Linked DNA regions of Lactuca sativa: region 2 is linked to region 1. Evidence: chromatin contacts called from public Hi-C data. All regions are on one chromosome and are shown on one strand. Each heading gives the region's core, a stretch centred on a gene start, on an enhancer-like site or on the middle of the called end of the contact. The rest is flanking DNA. Distances are from core to core; before and after follow the strand shown.

What was found. A called contact is a pair of places that touch in the nucleus more often than the background predicts.
Region 2: a contact with region 1 is called in a Hi-C map of leaf, with 5 times the contacts expected there. The contact joins the promoter of LOC111881080 here to the promoter of LOC111881102 in region 1. A contact is called at or near these places in 2 of 4 Hi-C or Micro-C datasets (leaf and seed).

Annotation. Positions count from the first base shown.
Region 1 is chr1:83,808,792-83,814,276 of Lsat_Salinas_v11, forward strand. LOC111881102 (probable histone H2B.1) reads right to left here and starts at 2,069. Exons shown (of 1, transcript XM_023877498.3): 1 at 1,390-2,069. The coding sequence starts at 1,998. The coding sequence ends at 1,552.
Region 2 is chr1:83,964,787-83,970,171 of Lsat_Salinas_v11, forward strand. LOC111881080 (protein FAR1-RELATED SEQUENCE 4) reads right to left here and starts at 3,938. Exons shown (of 4, transcript XM_023877472.3): 1 at 3,782-3,938; 2 at 1,247-3,367; 3 at 1,104-1,160; 4 at 749-1,011. The coding sequence starts at 3,247. The coding sequence ends at 856.

The DNA of each region.
Region 1 (5,485 bases), core at 819-3,318:
ATGTTATGAACTTCGCTTGAAGGGTTTGAATGACTCGTTTTTCATAGAAAAGAAGTCAAACTTCGATTAATCAACAATCAATCGTGTATTTTTTGTAGTCACACAAGAAGAGAAGCATAAGTCATCATATATTCCCCATCACCAAAGTTATATTTGTATAATTGTATCCCAGCCTTGTTCTCTATTTCTCAGACCCGTCTACCTTGCATCCTATTCCACACGTTTGGAGCTACTATAAAAACATCCATGGAAGCGTTAAAGTTTCTCTCGTCGTTAAATAAAGGGTGTTCAGATTCTGACTCCCCAACCTCATCCGGTACTTTTATTTGTGGTATACACCACTCCACGTCCGTACACAAATTATTACAAGAATATCTCGAATGATTACTTTCATTGAGCCAATAATAACATTCAAATAAGTCATTTTAAATTTTTAACACACACTTTAACATATTTTGAGGTTGATTTATCTCCATGAACAAAATATCACCCATTTGTTGGAATGAAATAGAAGAGAATTGAACCTTTTCAACGATCATTCTGAGCAAATCTAGTCAGAGATGCATAAATATTGTATTTCCCAATCTAAATGGTGTAAGTTTCGAGCAAGACCGTCAAGATTTTCCACATGTAAGAACCTAGCAATGAGTAATGACATAAGATTCTCCACATATAAGAACCTAGCAATAAGTAATGACTAATGACACTTTATATTAACAAATTACAAATGGATGCAGTCATCGACATAGTATGTTGTTTGGCTCAAATTACTTTAAACAATCAATTTTAAAAAGTCAAGTATTTTTCTTAGAGCTCTCTAAATATGGATTACCTAATTGGAAATGTAGCAAATTCACGTTTTTATTTATTCTAGTTTATTGATATTAAAAAACACTTTGAAAACTAATGAATTTTTTTATAAAATTATCTCTAACTTAATTGTGTTGTTTATTATGAAATAAGAAGAGTGTTCAAAATAACTAAAATATTCGCGTTAGGGACTAAAAATGATTAATCGAAACTGTCCAGGTACCGAAGTGCAATAATCTAGTGTGAAGCAGAACAAAAATAAAAATGCAGTACATGGAAGCCTTCTCTGTATCAGAGCCAGGTTTCGATCCTGGGACCTGTGGGTTATGGGCCCACCACGCTTCCGCTGCGCCACTCTGATTTGTTGATTAAGCAGTGAATATTTAAACTAATCATTTTAGTACACTGTTTACATAAACAAAACACAGAGCTAACACATACTTTTTTAATTATTACTGGCATCTTTCATCTTTATTTACTACCAATACAGTAGATTTATTAGTATGTATTTTTAATTTTTCTCGAAAATAACAAGTTTATTTTAATTATTATAAATAAAAATTCAACATGGAAAACCAGTTCTTTAAACATAAATCTTGAATTAAATTCCAATGATTCACAAGAAAATATCAACTCCAATTCATTTGATACCTATTCATCGAGAAAGATAATGATTTTACAATCTGGAAACCCTAAGCCTAAACCAACATCAACATCAACATAAACCCTAAACCCCCAAATCTAAGAACTGGTAAATTTTGTCACAGCCTTCGTCCCCTCCGAGACAGCATGCTTTGCCAACTCCCCTGGCAAAACCAATCTCACCGCCGTCTGAATCTCCCTCGATGTAATCGTCGGCTTCTTGTTGTACCTCGCAAGCTTCGATGATTCTGAAGCAAGCTTCTCGAAGATGTCGTTAATGAAGGAATTCATGATCCCCATGGCTTTGCTTGAGATCCCAATATCAGGATGAACCTGCTTCAACACCTTAAAGATGTAGATCTTGTATGTCTCCACATTCTTCTTGCTTCTCTTCTTCTTCTTATCGGTGGCACCGGCGCCAGCTTCCTTGGGAAGCTTCTTCCCGGCCTTCGGTTTTTTCTCGGCAGGGGCTTTTTCAGCGACGGCGGCTTTCTTCTCTTCCACCGGCTTCTTTTCAGCTGGCTTCTTCTCTGCCTTTGGCGCCATTAAAAGGATTTGAATTTAATTAAAGAGAGACTGATTTTGCAGTGAGTGAGAGATGGCTTGTTGTGGTTGTGAAAAGGAACAGACGAAGGCTTGCATTTATATATGGTTGAGAGGCGTGATCTTATTGGTCAATATTAGTTGTCCCGGATCGTGCTTTGAAAATTGAAATGTTGTAAATTACAAATTTTCCCCCTCTATTTTTATGGATCTAAAATTCAAAAACCAATTTGGTTTGAATTTGTCTTTTTTATTATAGCTCAAAAAAAAATTGTCACCTTACTATTTAATTATATTGTTTTTAATTAAAATTAAACATCATTATGAACTTTTTATTAATTTAACTAATTTATTCTTATCTATCTAAAATGTTATATAAAACTCTCTCGTTTAACTAATTTTTATTTAAATGCGTCATAGTTTAATATAAACACACTCACGTATAAACGATTCACATATTACTATAGTATATATTTATATATTGTATATTTTTTATTTATAAACTTTAAATAACTAATGAATATTTAAAATTAAATCAAGGGGTAAAATATAATGTTATTAAAGGGAAAGAGTTATAGTGTTTTCTACCATGTCTTCTCCAAAACAAACCACACCCTCAAGAAGAAAGAAGAAAAAATCTTTAAAATTCGACAACATGCATTCATCAAATCTTTCACTAAACCCTACATCACCAAATCTTTCACTAAACCCTATATCATCGATACCTAATAGACCCTCGTTCGATCAACTACTCTATTGTCCTGAAAATTACCATTTTACAGACATGGCTCCAAATATGTATCAATATCCTCAATACATACCAATTCCATAATAAAAAAAAACTTCCAACAACAAAACCTTTTACAAACCTAAACTAGTTTCCAAGCCCAAAACACCAACCGAATTGAACCAACCTTTAACTCATTTGAGACGGTTATTGAACCCAATTTGCTTCCCAACAAAATTCCCAAACCTAGCCATGATGCCTAATCAATAAAAGATACCGATTTTTCTTTGGACGGGTCCACTCCACAAGCTGAATCGAAAGAGGAGCCCATGTCACAACAAAAAGAAAAAGGAAGGATCCAACGCTAAGGTTGGACTGCCATAAAAGATAAGATGTTAGCTGAAACATGGGTTGACATATCGGAAGATTCGACGAGAGGCGATAACCAAGATGGCAAAACATTCAAGATAAGAGTTTGGAAAAGTTTTTGTAATTGGATGGGAAAAACGTATCACTCATATGAGCAAATTTATTCCAAGTAGACAACGACTAACAAAAATACAACGAAGTTTAATGTCATTTATACGAATACCGTATGTAATACGCAAAGTGGTGTTATTGAAGTGGACATTACTACAAATGCTCGTGGCATTTGCCAAGCAAGACACAATAAACCTTTTTGAAAATGAGTCTTTTGAATAGTTATGCACAAAAAAAAATCAAAATGGCTTTGTCTTAAATCGGTGTACGAATTTACAGGTATAATTTCACCAAAAAAAAAAAAGCAAATCGATTTAGAAAAATCACAGCCAATCATCTGACGGCCATGTCGGATCTAACCTTAACAACGCGAACCCATATGAAGTCTCAGATCGTCCTATGGGACATGATAATGTAGAAAAGAGGCTCAAATGTGTTAGTTATTCTAGTTATATTGACGCCACAAGCGAGCAACTTCAATGCGGAACACCAAAATTGAGAAAAAAAATTGGAGAGGGATGAAATCAAACAAAAATCTAAAGGACTACTCTTCATTCAATACGATAGTAAGTTGGTCGAGTTGAGTTGTCAAATTGTGGAAAATGTGAAGGCGGATCTTGACAAAAAAAAATAACTAGGATAAGAATGTTTGAAGTTATTTATTAAGTTTAGGTTTAAGTCATTTATGTTTTAGGTGTAGTATTAAGTTGTGTTTTATATTTTAGTTTAGGTCATTTATATTGTAGGTCAAGTATTTTAATATTATTATGTTTGTGTTTTTAAAATTCAGTAGTTGTTAAAAATTAATATCTTTTAACGAAAAAATAACTGTTTAAAAAGTAAATATTCATTTAAAATAATTAATATTTGTTTAACAAAATTCATAACTGTTAAAGAATTAAACAAAATAATAAAAAACAATGTGAAATATTAAGGCACACTACTACTCATTAGCATGATGTTGTACTTAGTTTGCATGCTAAAAGTTGATGGGGCAACATATCAGCCTCCTTCGAAAAAAATCTTTGTTCGATATTCAAACATGTAAATGACACATTATGTATGTCTTAATAATAACATATATAAACCAAAAACCCTGGCTGGTACGTATGATACTAAACACACCACACCTTTGTAATGTGACATCATTTTTTAGCACATGCAAAACTTGTGGGTGTCAAATGATCTCATTTTACCATAGAACTGTTCATTATTTGGATAAAACCGAATTATCTAATTGGATAATTTGGATTCAATTATTTGGTTCGGATATTCGGATTTTTGGATTGGATTTCACCAAAACCGAATTATTATTTTTGATTTCGGATTGGTTTTGGTTTAAAAAATAAGAACCGAATAACAATTTATTATTTATTTATTTTTAATATATCTATAATTATTTATTAATTTTATAATTTTTTTTTTCAAACCTAATAAAAAAAATTAATATGCACTTTCTCTCAAAAGTGTTTTATCTATTAAATATTAAATTATAATATACCATTTTAATAGTTGTTTATAAATTATAAATTACATCTAAATGATTTGTTTTTGTTTTTTCTATAAAAATTGGATAATACAATAATTATATATTGTTTTAAAATGTTATGCCTTTTGAAAACCGAATAATAAAAACCGATCAAACTGAATTGTACTTGGATTGGATCGGATCGGATTTGAATTTAGTTTCGACAATTCGAATCCATATTTTGAAAACTGAAATCAATTTGAATTTACTTAATTGGATTGGATCGAACTGATCCATCCAAACGAACACCCCTACTTTACCACACTTTTATTTTATTTTTATGTTTTTAGTTGAATTAAATGTAATCTAATAAAAACAAAAACACTTCATTAATTTAATTGAAACGATTACATTCTTAAAAAACAACAAATTCGACTTTCGGTGAGGGGAACGTATTCAGGAAGGGTGGCGGGGGTTGAAATGTCGTTTGGATAAAAGGTTGCATCATGTAAAATTCTTATGGTATTTGTTGATAGTAAAATGTTGGGGTTGAGTTTTGCGTCGGAGCGAAATCGAAGAGGAATCCATTTGTGGTATGTAAACCCATGACTCAATCGAACGAACATTTGCACACGATTTACTACAAGCGGTAAATTGATGGTTGTTTAGATTATTTTTGGAATGCAAAAGTTTCAAATGTTGTATAAATTGAAAATGGATTGCCTGAAAAATGTAAAAGATATTAGTGTATTTATTGCGGTTTTTATATATATATATATATATATATATATATATATATATATATATATATATAT
Region 2 (5,385 bases), core at 2,688-5,187, 160 kb after region 1:
AATAATAGTAAATAAATATAAATAAAAAATATTTAAACTTTTTAAACGGGTTGACGGGTTGTAAAGGGATTAAAATTTTCAACCTTAACCCAACCCATTTAATTAAACGGGTTAAACAGATTGACCAATTTAATTAAATGGATTCAAAATTTTAACCCAACCTGCTACTTATTGGGTTGGAATCGGGTTGGGATTGACACCCCTAAATTGCTACACTTAAAAATATCGCAAATAGTGTAGTTTTGAAAAAAAAAAAAATAATTAAAAAAAAAATCTGCTACTCCTAAAATTATTGGTGTGCTACTATTACATTACATGCTTACTTTTTTTTTCTTATCTTTTCTTATCTGAACGATGGGATCTACCTACCTCCCATATACAATAAAAGTAAGATAATACTTAAACCATTAAGTATTTTTAAATATAAACCACTCCATTAATGTCAAAACGATTTCCTCTTATTATTTATTATACATATTGTTATTTTCTAAGTTTTCAATGCTATTTATTTTCTCTTTATTATTTGTTAGTTATGATAGCATCCTAGCTCTAGTAACATAAACCATAATGGTAATGGAAAACGGTGTTTGATGAAATGAACGATTAAGGATTGTAAATGGTTAAAATCCAAAATTCAAAACTAAAGTTCTTCCGGTTTTACCTTTCATCGATAGTCAACATACTATTGCTGTCTGTTGACTGTTGAATTAATGTTTGGTAGATTACTAGATGGAAATCTATATCTCAATAAGCAAAAATAAAATAGTTCCTGATATTTTCACAAAATTAACAGTGTGAATTAATATTTGCTAGATTACAATAAAATATTATCAACAAAAAGGGATAGAACTTGAACTAATGTGGAAGACGAGTGTTTTGTAATTGTGCTGAAGCTACATTATGAAACTGTGAAGATGCCACATTGTGAAACATTGTGGGTACTACTACTACACCTTGTAAATGTGGTGGCATCATGTTGTGTAATTGTAACAGCCTTGTGTTAGGAAGTTCCTGAAAAAATAAATATAACCATTTTTTTTATAATATTATATAAACAAATTATACTTATATTGATGGGGAAAGAATAAAGATTAAACACAAACCATGTGGTGAAAACTCGCATCGATTCCAATATTTACAACTTCTGGTTGTGTAGCTACCTGAATCATATGACATAAGTTTATTATTACCATGGTGAAAAGTTAAAAAATTATAACCAATTAATCAAATAAACAAATAAACAAACCTTCTCTTTCCCATTTTCTGTTCTCTTAACACCCTTTTTCAACTTCTCCACATTCAAATTAGGCACTTGCTCTTCTTCCTCATACGTTGATGTTGAAGGTCTTACACTTACTTCATTCACAACAGAATTATTATTATTATTATTATTATTTACATTCGAACATTGCACCAAAGCATCTTTTATTGCACCCAATGCAATCTTGTAACTCTCTTGAGAAATCGACCCTTCTTCCCCCAAAATTATAGCCCTCCTACATAAATCATTGAGTCTTCGTGTTTTCGTTTGTACATTTTCAAGTTTTTCAGAAATCGGGTACTTACTTTGAGCTGCATTTGTCCATCTTTGTAATACGTATTTAAACGGAACACTAAAGACACCAGACATTTGAAGAACAACAACTGCATGTCTACATAAAAACCCTTTAAACTCAAATGTCCTACAAGAACAATTAATATCCAATTGTGTCTCATTCCATTCCACCATGTAATCTTGACTTGTTTCAAAGTCTTTGACTACATAAGTCACACAATTCCCTTCTTCTTTTTCTATCTTTAAATGACACGCAGCTGCTCCCAACACTTCATCTTGAAACTTCTTGAAGATCTCATGAGTGTATACGAAAGATAACTGTTTTTCAAAGGGTGATGGGGATTTCAACTCGGGTGTATCATGCCACGTGTCGAAATCTGCTTTCGCTTGTTCTTCGTGTATATCTTCCATTATCACTTTGTATTGTTCTAGAAACTCTTTCAAAGAAGTTTCTGGATGAATGTATTTGTCAAAGAAGGAATTCGGACTCTCGGATCGAGAAAATGTAGACAAACCAGCGAAAGAAATGTTTTTTATAAAAGTTGGGGCCCACAGTTTGCGATCTTGGTATAAAGATTGAAACCATGTGTCATCATTAAGATTGAATTTGTTAACTAATTTACCCCATCTTTTATCAAACTTTTCTTCAGTCCATGATTTTTGTATGCATTTACTAAATTTTGCCATGAAAGTGTCATGCCATGGGTTTAAATAATCAAGTTGCCTTGAAACTTTTTCTAGAACATTCCATAGATTGTAACAATGTCGGGTGTCTGGGAAAACTGCTACAATGGCTGCTTCTAGAGAATTGCTTTGATCAGTGACTATTACATTTGGAGACTTACTTCCCATTGCTAAATACCATGTTTGAAATAACCAAATGAATGTGAATAATGTTTCATCTGCAATCAATCCACATCCAAGTAATGTAGGTTGACAATGTTGGTTGACACCGATAAAAAGAACCAATGGGATTTTATATTTGTTGTAAAAATAAGTCGTGTCAAAAGAAACCACATCACTAAAGTTTGTGTAATCATCCATGCCTTTTGCATCAACCCAAAATACGTTTCTGAGTTGATGTTCTTCGTTTAAATCAACAGCATAAAAGAATTTTGGATTCTCTTCTTGCATTGTGACAAATGATTCAAGAAGTATTTGAGCATCACCTTCTTCTAATGTCAAACTCCTACCCCTGTCATCTTGATTTCTAAGATAACTCTCCAAACCAGTTGATTGATATATGTTATATTGTTTTGACATGGAGGATAATATCGTCTTTCTACGTACCTTGGTGTCGTTCTTGAGAGGATCAGAGTTTCTATGGCTTCGGAAGAAATGTGATTGAGAAGGTAAAAGCTCATGGTTATGGTCTTTTATGAAACTATGAATGTACCATTTTCCATTTTGTCTTCTTTTGACATGCATACTTGCTTTACAACCTATTTTAGGTGAAGGTCTTGGATTGATTGCATCATCAGATTGCTGTTTGTTTCCGTATCTTATGCATGAGAATTTAGCATCAATGAACTCTTTTGATGCTCTTGAACGACGACTACTCAGTTTAGCAGTTCCAAATCCAACAGATTTCGCGTATTCTTTGTAGAATTCGTATGCTGCTTCGTTTGAATCGAATTCCATTGTTTCTTGAGGTTCTGATTTAATACTCTCTGAAACAGTATTAATATCCATATTTGCAGTGGTGAATGGAAGATGTTGAATAATTCAAAATTCAACCACAATACATGTTCACATTTGGTCTACCATATTCAGGGATACATAAGTATGTGTCTTGTTGATCCAGAAGATAGCCTGGAGATTGAAAGACAAAAAGTTAAATCAATGGTGAAGAATTTATAATTATTACATTTCCTAATTAAGCAAAAGAAAGAACATAGTTCATATGAACTGTGATGGAATTTAACACAAGTTTTTCGTCATAACTTAAGTTCAAAACCCAGACCGAAATTAGCTAAGATGTTCAAAGTAAATATGTAAAAACTATCAGTAAAGGTACAATTCATGAATCGAGAATCTGGCATGTAAATGTAAGTGTGCGTTGCATTAAAACGTTGAACTGCATATACGAATATTTAGGTTATTATAGCATCAAGCAACGAAATTTCATAAGTGAAAATGGAAATTCAGATCAAATACCGGGAAATATATGAGACGAGGAAGATTTCACCAAAATTGCAGATAAATCACGAGAGATTGAAGAGCTACCTAGGATATGGAGATGAAGGTAGCAGTAATTTCGATTGAGATCACAAGATTGCCAATGTATTCGCAGTTTCGATATTTTTAGGGTTTCTCTGGGAATTTGGGGGAGGATGAAGAAGAAGGTTTTAAAAGAACTTGGTTACATTTTGATCGGCTTCCGTACTCGCATTTGTATTTGCTTTAAAGTGCACTCGTGATGTAGAGGTGACACGTGTTATTCTTTGATTTAAGGGTAGATTCGGAATTAAAATAATGTTGCATTCCAAATTAGAAAAAAAAAATCCAAAACCCCCTAACTTTGTTCAAATTATATATTGGTCCTCGTATTTTTCATATTTTAAGTAGGTGACAATCAATTACATGATAAAAATATTTGACACACAACGAAATTAAGACGAAATTGAAATTCGAATTATTGTTTATTTAATGTTTCTGTCAAGTGTAAAAAATATTATGTTGTGTCGTATCGTGTTTGTATCAGATTTGACAGAAAATTGACATTATATTAATATGTGTTTTTCTTATTTTTTTGTGCTTTGTAAGATTAATGTTGAACAAAAGAAATTAAAAGTTTATTTTATTTCATCTTTTTCGTGTTTGTCATGTTGGTCGTTTTTATCGTGTTTAAAATGGATCGTTGTCATGTTAGTAAAGCAAACACGACATCATTGTTATGTCGTGTTCGTGTTTTATAAAAGTTGTCGTTTTGTGTTTCGTCAGCTAAAAATACGAAAGGACTATCCGATCTGCCACCCCTAACTTTACCCGATGCAAATTGTAAAATCATGTTAAACATCTTCTTTAAATGTTCTTGACAAGTTTTAACAGTTAAAAATTCATTAAAAATAATAACATATTATATATAATATGAATACAAGACTAAAACAATATGTCTATTATGCTTTCTGTTGTAACTTGATAAGAAGTTATTTTTTTGCCATCGAATTATTGATACAATATTAACAATGTATTAAGGCATGTAAAAATACAAGATCCAGTTTGTTTTACATCCACATTAGTACAAACAACCATGACCACCTAAGACAATCCCAACTACTCAAATATAGCCTCCAAGGCACATCTAATTTGGTTATGAGATGACAAATTCGGTGTTTTGGTAAACTACATGAAACGGATAATGGACTCGAGTCCAACTCTTGGAGTATATGGGTGCTCCTAGTTGTAGGGTCACTCATTTAAGGTGTAGCACCTTGCAGACTTGGACTATTTTTTATCCTCATGGGTCTTAAGCTTCTTTTAGGTAGGTTACACGACTCTCTTGACTCTTGAGGTTGAGGTGATGTGGGTTGGATTACTGAAAACCACATTTTTAGGCTTTGGTAAACACTCAATATTGTTGGATTGTGAAGTCTGATCTTTCTTTTGACCTCATTGTCAATACTGAGACTTAGAATGGAGTCTGGACCTTCCTTTGACTTCATTCCAAGGTATATGGTGCTCAGAAAAATGTTTATGATGCTCATAACAAAATTTGCGGTGCATTTCCATTAACTAGAAAGCTTGTTTTTAGATTATTAAGTTTTAGGCCTTTAAGCAGATTTTAGGTTAGCATGCGTTTATAAATAGATCTCCATGTATAATTGTAC